Linked DNA regions of Gossypium hirsutum: region 1 is linked to region 2. The links are chromatin contacts, called in public Hi-C maps. All regions are on one chromosome and are shown on one strand. Each heading gives the region's core, a stretch centred on a gene start, on an enhancer-like site or on the middle of the called end of the contact. The rest is flanking DNA. Distances are from core to core; before and after follow the strand shown.

What was found. Hi-C and Micro-C count contacts between places; a contact is called where the count stands out from the background.
Region 1: a contact with region 2 is called in a Hi-C map of leaf, with 2.4 times the contacts expected there. The contact joins the promoter of LOC107950735 here to the promoter of LOC107950640 in region 2. A contact is called at or near these places in 3 of 34 Hi-C or Micro-C datasets (all in leaf).

What each region holds. Positions count from the first base shown.
Region 1 is chrA08:8,517,365-8,523,667 of Gossypium_hirsutum_v2.1, forward strand. It overlaps LOC107950735 (protein transport protein SEC31 homolog B), which reads left to right and starts at 2,270. Exons shown (of 21, transcript XM_016885669.2): 1 at 2,270-2,970; 2 at 4,022-4,076; 3 at 4,222-4,344; 4 at 4,644-4,740; 5 at 4,826-4,862; 6 at 4,977-5,082; 7 at 5,164-5,221; 8 at 5,676-5,773; 9 at 5,886-6,005. The coding sequence starts at 2,654.
Region 2 is chrA08:7,989,952-7,995,920 of Gossypium_hirsutum_v2.1, forward strand. LOC107950640 (nuclear transcription factor Y subunit A-1) reads left to right here and starts at 2,965. Exons shown (of 7, transcript XM_016885527.2): 1 at 2,965-3,147; 2 at 3,545-3,757; 3 at 4,072-4,211; 4 at 4,414-4,485; 5 at 5,172-5,333; 6 at 5,433-5,835; 7 at 5,934-5,969. The coding sequence starts at 3,583. The coding sequence ends at 5,555.

The sequences.
Region 1 (6,303 bases), core at 1,020-3,519, 530 kb after region 2:
AAAATATCAAACTTTTACAAATCATAAATCAATCAATAAAATTAAAATGCAAATTATTTTTTTTATAATTAGTTTTGCTTTAATTGAAATTTAATGTAACTTATAAGTGAATTAAACTTTACATAATAATTAGTACGATTTTTGACCCACGTTTTGCATAAAGTTAATTAGTTTGGACTAAATAGTTAAAATTTAAAAGTTACAATATGTACAATCTGTATATTCGAAGTTTAATCTTTAATTTTTTATTTTTAAGAATTTACTCAATCTATTTTTTAATTTTAAAAGTTTAAATTCAATTGTTAACACCATTAAAATTCTTCCATTAAATTTATTGATGTGACATTTTAAATTTTTTTAGAAAGTACTCACTCAATAATCATGTCACAAAAAATAGCAATATAATGGATTGGAATTTAACAAAAAAATTTAACGATGTTAACGATTCTTTAAATTACGTCAACATTTTAATTAGAATAAAATATTTAGATTAATTAATGATATTGTAAACGTTGAAATACCAAATTATATAAAAATATCAAATATAGAGATCAAATCTCAAATTTCAACATAGTAAAAAGACCACAATTAAAATTTAACTATTTTTATATAATTAAAAAGTAGAGAAACTAAAATTGGCGACATAAATAAATTCATTTCAATGAGAGAATATACACTGACGAAGCTTACTAGAGACTTAGGGACATGACCTACTAAAATAGTAAAATTTTAATTAATAATATTAAAATTACACTTTAATAAAAATAATAAAAATTTAATATAACTCTTTAAAAATTATAAAAATATATTAAATTAATTAAATTATATTTTTATTATCGTTAAAATATACAATTTAATTTTTATTTTTAAGCAAAATTTCTCCCACTAACAGTATACGCTTAAGGAAGAAAAAGAGTCTACAAAAATACATCCAAAAACCAGACAGAACCCTTTCTTTTCGGATTTCATTTCACTAAACCTAGGGTCTTTTTAGTCTTTTTGCGTTGATAAAGTCAAAGGTAAAGATTGTAGATTCCCTTGCCGTGTTCTGATTTGATGTGCTGGAAAACCAATGTCTTTCTTCACTGCAAGTATCACTCGTGTTATCCTTAATAATTAGTCTTAAATGCATCATACATCTCTGAGTCATACTCAAATTTTAAATTTAATCTCTAAATTTTGAAACTTTTAAATATCAATATAACATTAATCAATATATTTCATTGTATTAATAATTAGTTTTACCATTAAGGATGCGTGTGGTTCACCGAATGTAACATTATGTCTTATAATTTTACATTTTGAAATAAGATTATATTATTTCAATTTTCAACATTTTGATCATCTAGTAATATAAAGTGTAATATTAATGCCACCCATTCCTTAAGTTATCTTAGATTATAGGCGATATTTTTTAATTTGGATCAATTTATCATTTAGTTTTATTATTTTAACCAACTTCATCCTTTTTAAAAAAATTTTAAATCCAATTAAAAACAAGTATATTTATTTTTCTTAATAGCGAAACAATAGATGTCATACTTAAAAGTTATAATTATTATATTCACTCTAAAGTTTTTTTAGTATATTAACTATAATTTATGAAATTATTTCAACATCATATATTTACTTATTAATATATAAATTATAATAAAAAATCAAATTTTATCATAATTTTATGAAATTCTGAGATTAAAAAACATTAAAAGAATTAAACTTGCTAAAATAAACAAATTTTATAACAAGAATAATTTAATAAAACATGTTTCTACATAATCTTATATTTTAACCAAATGATTTAAATAGGACAATGTAAGTAACATACCCGACATTCATCTTACATTCCTTGAACCAAATATCATTGTCAGCTCAAATTTGGCAAGAAGGATATTTAAAATATGTGGATCATATTATATATACATATTTATCTTAGTTTGATTGTCATCGACATTGTTCTCAATGTAGGAAGACATAAGTTCAAATGCGTTGAAGCGCATTATCCTCTTATTTATATATTTTAAATATGTTTCATGTTACATTCAAATTGATGTTTAACATTTAAATTGATGGCTAGAATTGAAAAACAAGCTGATGGATACAATTTTGATATTTTGAAATTTCAATTTGAATGAAGTTTAGGACTATTTTAAAATGTGGAAGAAAGTTTATAGGCGTTTGGTGGAATTAATCCTATAATCATCTGCACTTTCACAGTTCCATCCTTTGTCCGAGTTATAGACATTCGTTACTCGAACAAAACATAAAAACGACCACAGCAGCGGCCGCACAAAACCAAAATAAAAAGAAACCATTCATAAAATTACCACTTTACCACTCTCCTCCATCAATCAGTCGAAAGAGAAAACAGAATTCAGAAAATCGCCCCCCCCCTCAAAAAAAAAAAAAAAAAAGGAAACCTCGCTACACAGTGTTTTTTTCCCTCTTTCTGAATTCCCGAAATTAGATCAAAACCCTAATCCTTCAAATTCTCACCATATTAATCCAAATCATATCTCTCTTTGAGCTTCTTCCGTATCAATTCACATATGTGCCGATAATTGCTATCGGTCTTTGTTTATTTCTCGCGGCATCGATATATTATTTGATAGGTATTTTGGGAGGATAACGTAGTGTAAAATTTGCCTTTAATCTAATGGCGTGTATAAAAGGGGTGAACAGATCGGCGCAAGTGGCAATGGCGCCGGACGCTCCCTACATGGCAGCGGGGACAATGGCTGGGGCGGTGGATATGTCCTTTAGCTCATCCGCGAATCTCGAGATATTCAAGTTTGATTTCCTGAGTGATGATCGCGAGCTTCCTTTGGTAGGCGAGTGCCCCAGCTCAGAGCGATTTAACCGCCTCGCTTGGGGCAAGAACGGATCTGGTTCCGATGAATTTTCACTCGGGCTCATTGCTGGTGGACTCGTTGATGGCAATATCGATCTTTGGAACCCCTCAAACCTGATACGGTACTTTTTTTCTTTTTTATCTTTCTATAAAATGTACATATCGGTCGATTTAATCTAGTTTACTTTAAATTTCGGTTAAATTAGACATGTAGTGAAAGAATTGGGCACTAGAATAAGTCAAGTGGCTATATTGCAGGTTTTAAGTGTATGATGTTTGTTTGGATGGGAAAATTGTGACTGCTTTCCATCTACTTGGGATTGTACTGATCTCTTATCAAATTTATATTCACGCGTTTATTTATATGGATTTCCAATAATCGTTTTTGTCTTGTGTTAATTTAGTATTTTTTGTTATTTATCTACAGCAAGTGGTTATTCAAGTTTTTGGGCTTCTTTACTTCGAGGCTAGCTTTTTCATGATCTGATATTGTAATAATGTGCCCATGATTCGCGAGTTCTAGATTACTTATTATAACTGGATTTGATGAGTGTTTGGTTGAAAGTGACTTCTGACTGAGTGCTTTCGAAACTTAATTCCCTCATAAACTGTTAATGGCTTGCTTTATTGTGCCATGTGGAATAAGTTGGATAAAATGTCTGGTAATTTGTTGTGCCTGATCTTGGCATTGTCTTTAGTAGGCTACATTCAAGTTTTACTTCACGTTTCATGAGCATTGAATGTTCTGTGTTAGTTTGACTGGATCATTTATAAAAGAATTTGGTTATTGAGCAGAAACTCTTCTTCTTGTTGGCATTGGGTTGCTGGTTAATCTGGATCTAGTTGTAATTTATTAGAGACGAAGAACTAGAAGGAAAAGAATATCATCTTTTTTGGAGAAAATTTATGATTAAAATGATTCTTATTTGAGACCCTGTGTTATAGAATATTTAATTCTTTTATCTATTCATTTATGATCTTTGTTTTTCTAGGTGATTGGGATTGATTACTTTCACATTTTCCTATGTTTTTTTTGCCAATTATTAGTATTTATTGCTCTGTATTTCCTTTAGCAATCTCATTTTGTTTTGGGATTTTTATTTTGACATTAGCACTGTCTTATTCGGTTTGAAACAACATGATAATTTGGTTTAAACATAACAATTTCTTCAGCTCTATGTCAAGTGAACAAGCTATTGTTGGACGTCTTTCTAGACACAAAGGACCTGTGAGTTTCCTTTATTCCTTTTTTTTTTTTGTGTGTGTCTATGCGTGTAATAAATCCTCTAGCTTTTTGACATATATGATATTTATCATCTAGCATTTGAAGATGTCATGGTATATTTCTTCTTTTCTTTTCCTCATACTTTTAGGTTCGTGGTCTCGAGTTCAATGCCATTGCTTCAAACTTACTAGCATCTGGGGCTGATGATGGTGAAATCTGCATCTGGGATTTGTCAGCACCTGCACAACCGTCTCATTTTCCGCCTCTTAAGGTCTGTGGCAATCATTAGTAGCTTGTTGAATTGTAAACTTCCTTCATCTATCTGCTCACTGTGGAAAAGTATTGCATGGCCATTGTCTTTTGATTCTGAGCCATTTATAGAATCAAGATTAACACATTTCACCCCCTTGCTGTTCCACTAATTGCCATATCTTCCACTGCAGCAAACATTGCTTGTTTCTTTTCTCGTTTCAAATCCCCCCCCCTCCCCTTTTTTCAAACTTAAAACAAAAAAGACAACCTGTGGACTATGGAGGTATCTGACATAGTTTTTTTGTGGCCTTCATGCAGGGTAGTGGTTCTGCTGCTCAAGGTGAAATCTCATATCTGTCCTGGAACAGTAAGGTCCAACATATACTGGCCTCAACTTCTCATAATGGGACAACTGGTGAGGAAATTAATGGATTCTGGACTTACTGTCTTGTCATTTAAGTTTAGCAGGGTAGCTGATGTCTTTGTTTATAATTTTCCAGTTGTTTGGGACTTGAAGAAGCAAAAACCAGTGATAAGGTAAAGTTCATCTTTTCTATCAATTGAAAAACTTCTGGTTGTTTCCACATGTTATTTCCATCATGACCCAGCACATCGTTTGACCTAATCTTTTTTTGGTTTTCTAATGGACAGTTTTGCAGATTCAGTTAGAAGGCGGTGTTCTGTTTTGCAGTGGCATCCTGATGTTGCCACCCAACTTGTTGTTGCCTCAGATGAAGATGGTTCACCCATGTTAAGGGTAATAATCCCGTTGATGTTGCTTAAAATGTGGATTACCATTTGTTAGGAAATTGTTAATTTCTGGTATTTTTGCAAGCAGCTTTGGGATATGCGGAACATAATGTCACCGGTGAAGGAGTTTGTAGGGCACACAAAAGGTAATAATGGTTGAGAAGTTGATGCAACTCGGTTCTTTTTCTTTTTTTTTTTTAACTTGCTGATATTTTACCTTTACTTTGGGGGTGTTTGTTTCTGTACTTGATAAGAGAATTATATGCTCTTTCAGTTTAACCTGGCAGGCTGGCACTACATTGTATAATATGTGAATATGATATGTATATAGTTAGCTACCTAAAGTCAAGAGTGGAAGTAGTTTTTTGAGATTGATTTGGTGCCCTCTGTCAGAACTGTGCCAGTGATCCCAGATAGAGCTAGGACTTTGACCATTTCATGGTTTAGGTCATTTGGTGTTAATTTTCATGACAGTTATTCATGTCCCCATTCATGTAGAAGTTTGATGCATTATTTTGTAGGTCTTTTATTGTTGTAAGGTAAATAAGATTTGTGTTATTTTAAGTTCATAATAATATTTGAATGCATGTGCTATTGCAGGTGTAATTGCAATGGCATGGTGTCCCACTGACAGCTCTTATTTGCTCACATGTGCCAAAGATAATCGAACTATTTGTTGGGATACTGTGACTGGAGAGGTCGGGGAATGACTTAGTTACTAATATGCTTCCTCACTTCTTCTGGATTTGTATGTTCCTTAATATCAAAAGATTACATTCTGAATTGGGTTATTTTTGTTTTGGGGCTTAGATTGTCTGTGAATTGCCTGCCGGTACCAACTGGAACTTTGATGTGCACTGGTATACAAAGATTCCTGGAGTAATATCAGCATCTTCCTTTGATGGCAAGATTGGCATTTACAATATTGAGGTGTGACCTTGTCCAAGTTACCTTTCCTGTCATAATTAGGTTTTTGTTAAACAAAAATTTCTTAGCAGTTGGACTTGTGTGACTAAACAATTGCAATCTGCGTATCGCTAGCAACATATTTGTTTACGATGGCTTTTAATGGATGTAGATGGGACATGTTTCTTTGGTAGTTAATCTGGAAAGTATTTAAAGCTTACTATTCTTGCAGTTTATTTGTCTGATTTGCCAACAATTTTTGCCTCTCAGAATTCTTTTCTTGTACTCTACATTAGCACTTCTTGCATTTAACTTTTTACCT
Region 2 (5,969 bases), core at 1,715-4,214:
CGAAAATAGACATTTGCTACAGTGTTTTGACAATGTCGCCTGACATATTGGCGGCACCAGACTAAAATGTGATGATCTAAAAACTCCAGGGACCTTACATAAATTTTCCCATTTTAATTAGGTGTTGAAAAAACACTTCAAAGGGTGCCACCTACAAAATGGCGGCACCAAACTTTAAAAGGATAAATTGCACCCTGAACCCTCTTATTTATTATTATTTTTTATCCTTTGTTAACACTAAAAATAGATTGACCTCTTATCAATCAGTCTAAAATATTTTTCTACAAAAAAAAGGTATTTTTGTAAGTAAGACGATTCCAACTTGAAATGAATTTTATTTATTTTTCAAAAAATATTTTTAAAAAATAAATAAAATTCATTTCCAGTTGGAATCGACTTACTTACAAAAAAACTTTTTGGTAGAAAAACTTTTTAGACTAATTGATAAGAGGCCAATCTATTTTTGGTGTTAAAGGAGAATAAAAATTAATAATAAATAACGGGTTTAAGGTGTAATTTACCCTTTTAAAATTTAGTGCCTGTCAAGCACCACCCTTCAAGCGTCTTTTCAGCTGCCAATTAAAAAGGAAAATTTTCATATAAGGTCCCTGAAGTTTTTAGATCATCACATTTTCGTCAGGTGCCGCCAATATATCAGGCAGTACCGTTAGAACGCTATAACAAATACTTATTTTCGTAATTATTTTGTTTTCTATACTTTTTTTCATAATTAATTGTTTTTTATATTATTTGGATAAAAAAAACTCTATATTTTACCCTAATAAAAATGATGAAAACATGGCAAGACTGAAAAGGGTGGGCCCCATCATATGTCCTAAGTATGACATGTTGTATGCGTATCAAACGTGTCATTGTTAGTGCCGGTTAGACCAATGCAAGGGTAAAGTAGTTCGCCTAGTTCAAGTTGGGCTTGGATAAGAATTTTTGCATCTCCAATCAGGTTTAATTTAAGTAATATTTTTATTATTATTTAAATTTAATCATAAAAAATATAAATTAAAAATATTTTAAATATTTTATAAAATTTTGAATGGTGAAATGAACTTTTTCGACAAGTCGGCTAAAAAATGAGTTTGGACTTAAAATTTTTTAGTTGGGCTTCAATTTGACTTGACCCGACTCATAAGCGACTGTAGTGTCAGTTGACAATTGTGTCTAGGTGTTAGCGTGAGTCCAATCAAGTTATCTATTTTATGTCTTATAAATAAATGTGAAAAAAGAACTTATATCAAAGTACATTTATATAAAAAATATATAAATATTAAATAAAATTTTGAAATGGTAAAATTAAGATTTTGTATCTATTTTGAGTTTTGTTATAATAATAAAGTTATTAAAGTGTTGGATGATACAAAGGTAGTGATTCACATCATAAGAGATGTAGAGAATGATTGGGATAGAGGTGATTCACATCCTAGATAGTGTGAAGAGTCACTAAAATTAGTGATTTAGAATTATGTGTAGAGTATAGGTTATGCATTTGGTCTTGTTCCTTTCTCTTTATTAAAAAGAGTTATTTACATATGAATGAGGGCTTGGGGTAGTGGACCCTTAATCTTATGATTGCACCTTTAGTATTATCAAATTTAAACCCAAATTAGAGGTTGGCCCAAATATGACTTTTTTCGAAATTGGTTACCTTGGAAAGTTTGAAACATAGTAAGATTGGATTTGATGTAATAGACATTCTTATTGGCATCACGATGATACCTTTTTCATGGTTGCAAGAGGTGCTCATACGAGAAGACGTGAGAGACATTCAAACGTACCGTATAACATATTTAAATTTTTGTGTGTAGATTTTATACAAAAAAAATAAAAAATAATCAACATTTTATATTTTTAAATAAAAAACATCTTTTAAAAAAATTAATTAAATTAATGTCCCACTTATTAATTTGATTAAAAAAATAAATATAATATAGAGGGTGATGATAGTTATAGAATGTTAATGGGGCCGCTATCCTTAAACACAAACGAAAATGATATTTAAATGAAAAAAAAAATAATAAAGTGGGGTTTGTTTTTAAATATCAATTTTGGATCAATCCATGTGTCTCTTAATGATTATCATCAAGAAGGGGGATTTTTGCCGGTCATTCAGCTTGCCTATATATTTTATTCATGTAATACAAAAATGGTGGTGCTGGCCGATGGCCATTTTTATTATTAGTTTATTCCCTGTAGAAACCGTTTGACTCTCCGTGGATTTAACAACAAATTGAAAATTTTGGGTTTAGAAAGAGAATTTTCCCTATAGAAATTTTCAATTTTCAATTAATTTATTTTAATTGAAGTTAATTAATCAAAACTCTCTCTCTCTCTCTATATATTTATATTCGATATTATGAAGTGGTATAAAATGTAGGCATATAAAGGTTAGTTTGGTTGGATTGGATTAAGTAATAAAAAAGTTATAGATTTAAGTGATGAATATTAGTGGGACCGCTGCTTGTTGTAAGTTGGAACTTCCACTACGTGCTTAATTGCTTATCCATAATACCAATCCAACATATTTGAGTTTGATCTTCAGCTTGCTTTCTTTTCGTAATTTTAAATGTCCACAACCAAACCTATTTTGCACTGTTAGGTTTAGGTATAGATACATGTCACTCGGATAAGATATTTTTTTTATTATTCATGTTTTTTTCTTAATTATTTTGTGGTTCATAAATAGGAATCGTTTTAAAATTTATAATTAAAACTTAAATTATGAAAAATACCATATAATTTTTAATAAAAAATGCAAAATTTATATTTTGATAAAATAAAACGAAATTAACTCTTTCAAAAAAATCGAAAAATAATATAATTTTAAACTTTTATAAAATACGAAACCAAATATAAAAAAATTTAATTTTTTAATTTTTCTAAAATACATAATTAATAAAATCAGACCTTTGTATATCAATCAAATTGAAATGTGAAAAATTTGAACGTGCTGCAGAATTAAAAAAAGAAAAAAAAATTTGAATGCCGCCTACCCATTAAAAAAGAAAATCAATGCCTGTCGCCATGTCTCTGTTAAGGTTGCATAGATAGAGCGCAAAATGGACCAATCTCTGTGATCTTTGCTTCTCAAAATCAAATCCTTTCAGCCCCTCTTCCTTCCATGCTTTTCCTACAGTAAGTCCTCTGCATTTATCCAAATATTCTTTTTTGTTTTTTCAACTTTTTCCTCTCGAAATGATCTTTCTTCTTCTTCTTTTTTCCCTAGATTTGATCCAATATTTCGAAGACGATTACTTTAGGGTTTTTAATCACTCAACTCGTCAATTTTCTTTTTCTTCTTTGATGTTATGTGAGTTTCGTCTTTGGTTTATGAGAAAATTGGAGGAAAGAATATTTACACGATTTATGGGGGGCTAGAATTAGTCGTGCCCAAAATGCAAAATTAGAAATCTAATTACTTAGTTGTATTAAGTTCAGCTGGACTTCAATTCACTCTGTTTCTCTGTTTTGTTAATTAGGTCTCTAAATTGTATTTGTTCATTTCTTGTGTCCGTTTCTCTGTTTTTTTAAGGGGCTGGGCTTCTGATTCCCAGAGTAAAGTAGTGAATAATGCCAGCAAAACCGCGGAATGAAGATCAACGGATGCACCATGGTGCTCAAAGTGTGTTGAACTCAACTGCCTCCTTGGAGCCCTGGTGGAAAGCAGTAGGGATTGACCTCTTAGGTGAAGCTGCTTCAAAGTCAACCTCTGCAGAGAAAAAAAATGGTCCAACAGCAGATGGAGGTAATCCAGTTAAGAGAATCTGATTAGTGTAGGATCACTACTTGGATTTCTCGTATTAGTTAAAGATGGGATGATGCTTCTTTTTTTTATGCTAACAAGACATCAGTTTTGGGACCTAGTGAATTATGTAATTTGGTATCGATGGAGCGTCGTTTTTAGTGGTCTTAATAACTTTATACGATCTGTCTCAGTTTCTTACGTAGTGCCATGTGACAATAATAACTAGTGCCATGTGATATCTCTGCTTCTTGTATAAAAATTGATTCATACCATGTACTCATTACATTTTGATGTATTCTTTGTTTCTGGATCAGATGGGCGAAATGGACATGATGAACAATATCTCAAGCATGTCCCTTCTGCAGCCCTCAAGCATGTCCCTTCTGCAGCCCCCCTTACATTGGTTGAACACCTTGAACCAAATTCCCAAATGGAACTAGCTGGCCACTCAATTGTAAGTCCTCTCTCTCTCTTACTCAGACAAACCCATTCACACATTTACATACCATACCTATAGGAGCGGTCACGAGCTTGCACTGACATGCATCCATCCATGTATTTTAGCAGTCAAACTACTTTTTTATTCTTTAAATTTCTATTAGTTCATATTGAGTCTCACTTTGACTGCGGAAGAAATTTTGCTTCAAACCTTTCAGGTCTTGAAATCTTACCCCTGTTCAGATTCGCAGTACAGTGGAATACTGGCTTCATATGGGCCACAAATAATGGTATGATCTGAGTCTTTTGTTTTGAGTTGTATTGAATAGCAGGAAAAGACAATTTATCGACTATTATTTTGTAGTAGATAGAGGCATCTGATTATTAGAATATCTTGTATCCTTTTGCCCTAGAATTCATTAGATCACTTTGTATACTTTAACAAAAGCTTTTGCATTGGTGATGCTTCTACTTAGGATCATGGCTCATTTGTTCCATGTAAAGTTGTTACAGTGTGTCAAAAATTGTACTTAGAATTTCAAGCAAATGAGTACCATCTTCTTGCTTTTCTTGGAAGCAAAGTGACCTTGTTCACTAATAGTTCAAACTTTATTTGCTAATTGTTTCACAAATTGTGTGTAATTATCGAAGAGCAACTTTACCATCTAATTTATGTGACTATCATCTACCCTTCCTCTTTCTTTTAATTTATCTGAACTGTTTTTGGCATAATTATTGTTGGTCATTGACATAAAAGCTCTCATTTTAGGGAGTTATTGCATCTAATTATCTTCAAATGAGTTTCACGTGTTTTCACTACTGGGGATGTAGGTTGATGAACTTATCATTTCGAAGGTTTAATAGATGTCTGTATGTATCACATTACTCCACATGCAACCAATGAACTTATTGCATTCTCTTGCTACCTAAATTTGTGATGTCCACATTTTGGATAACTCCAACTATGATGTGCTAGGTGTCACCACTATATGGAATGCATCATGCTAGAATGCCTTTGCCTCTTCAAATGGAAGAGGAGCCTGTTTATGTAAATGCAAAGCAATATCATGGAATTTTAAGGCGAAGACAAATACGTGCCAAGGCTGAGCTTGAAAAGAAAGTCATTAAAGTTAGAAAGGTAGAACCGGTACTTTTAGGCTTTTCTTTTTCTTTGTGGTTGGAAGAAATGTATAATTAGAGAGGCTCAGGACTGAAACTGTGTTGGCATTGACTACAGCCATACCTTCATGAATCACGGCATCTGCATGCTATGAGAAGGGCTAGGGGTAGTGGAGGTCGTTTTCTGAATAAAAGAAGCTGGATGATCACATCACCAGTCCTAACTCAGAAAAGGGTATGAATTCAGATGAAAACATTTCAGCTAAATCAGCTTACTTATCTGGGTTTGAGTGCTTATCTTCCAGTGGTACTGGAAATTTGAGTTCCTTCTACGGACAGCAAGAGGGAAATGTGTCACTAGTTAAGGATTTGCATGAAGCACAGCCTTTAAGTAACGGTACACCCCACTTATCATCTAATGATGCTGAGACGGGTAACTACTTCCACCAGCAGAGGGATATGGTGCAAGGGAATGGGGCACAACATGGGTCCCCTTCAATTAAATGAGATTCCTTCTTGAGGTGGGTGACTCTATCCCACATCGCTCTGCATGTTTAGTGTTTGGTAACTCATGTCCATTTTATGTCTCTGTATCTAATGGAGTCTTTTTTTTATATAGGCAGCGCTGGAGGTATTTGTCCCTTAGATGTTGGGT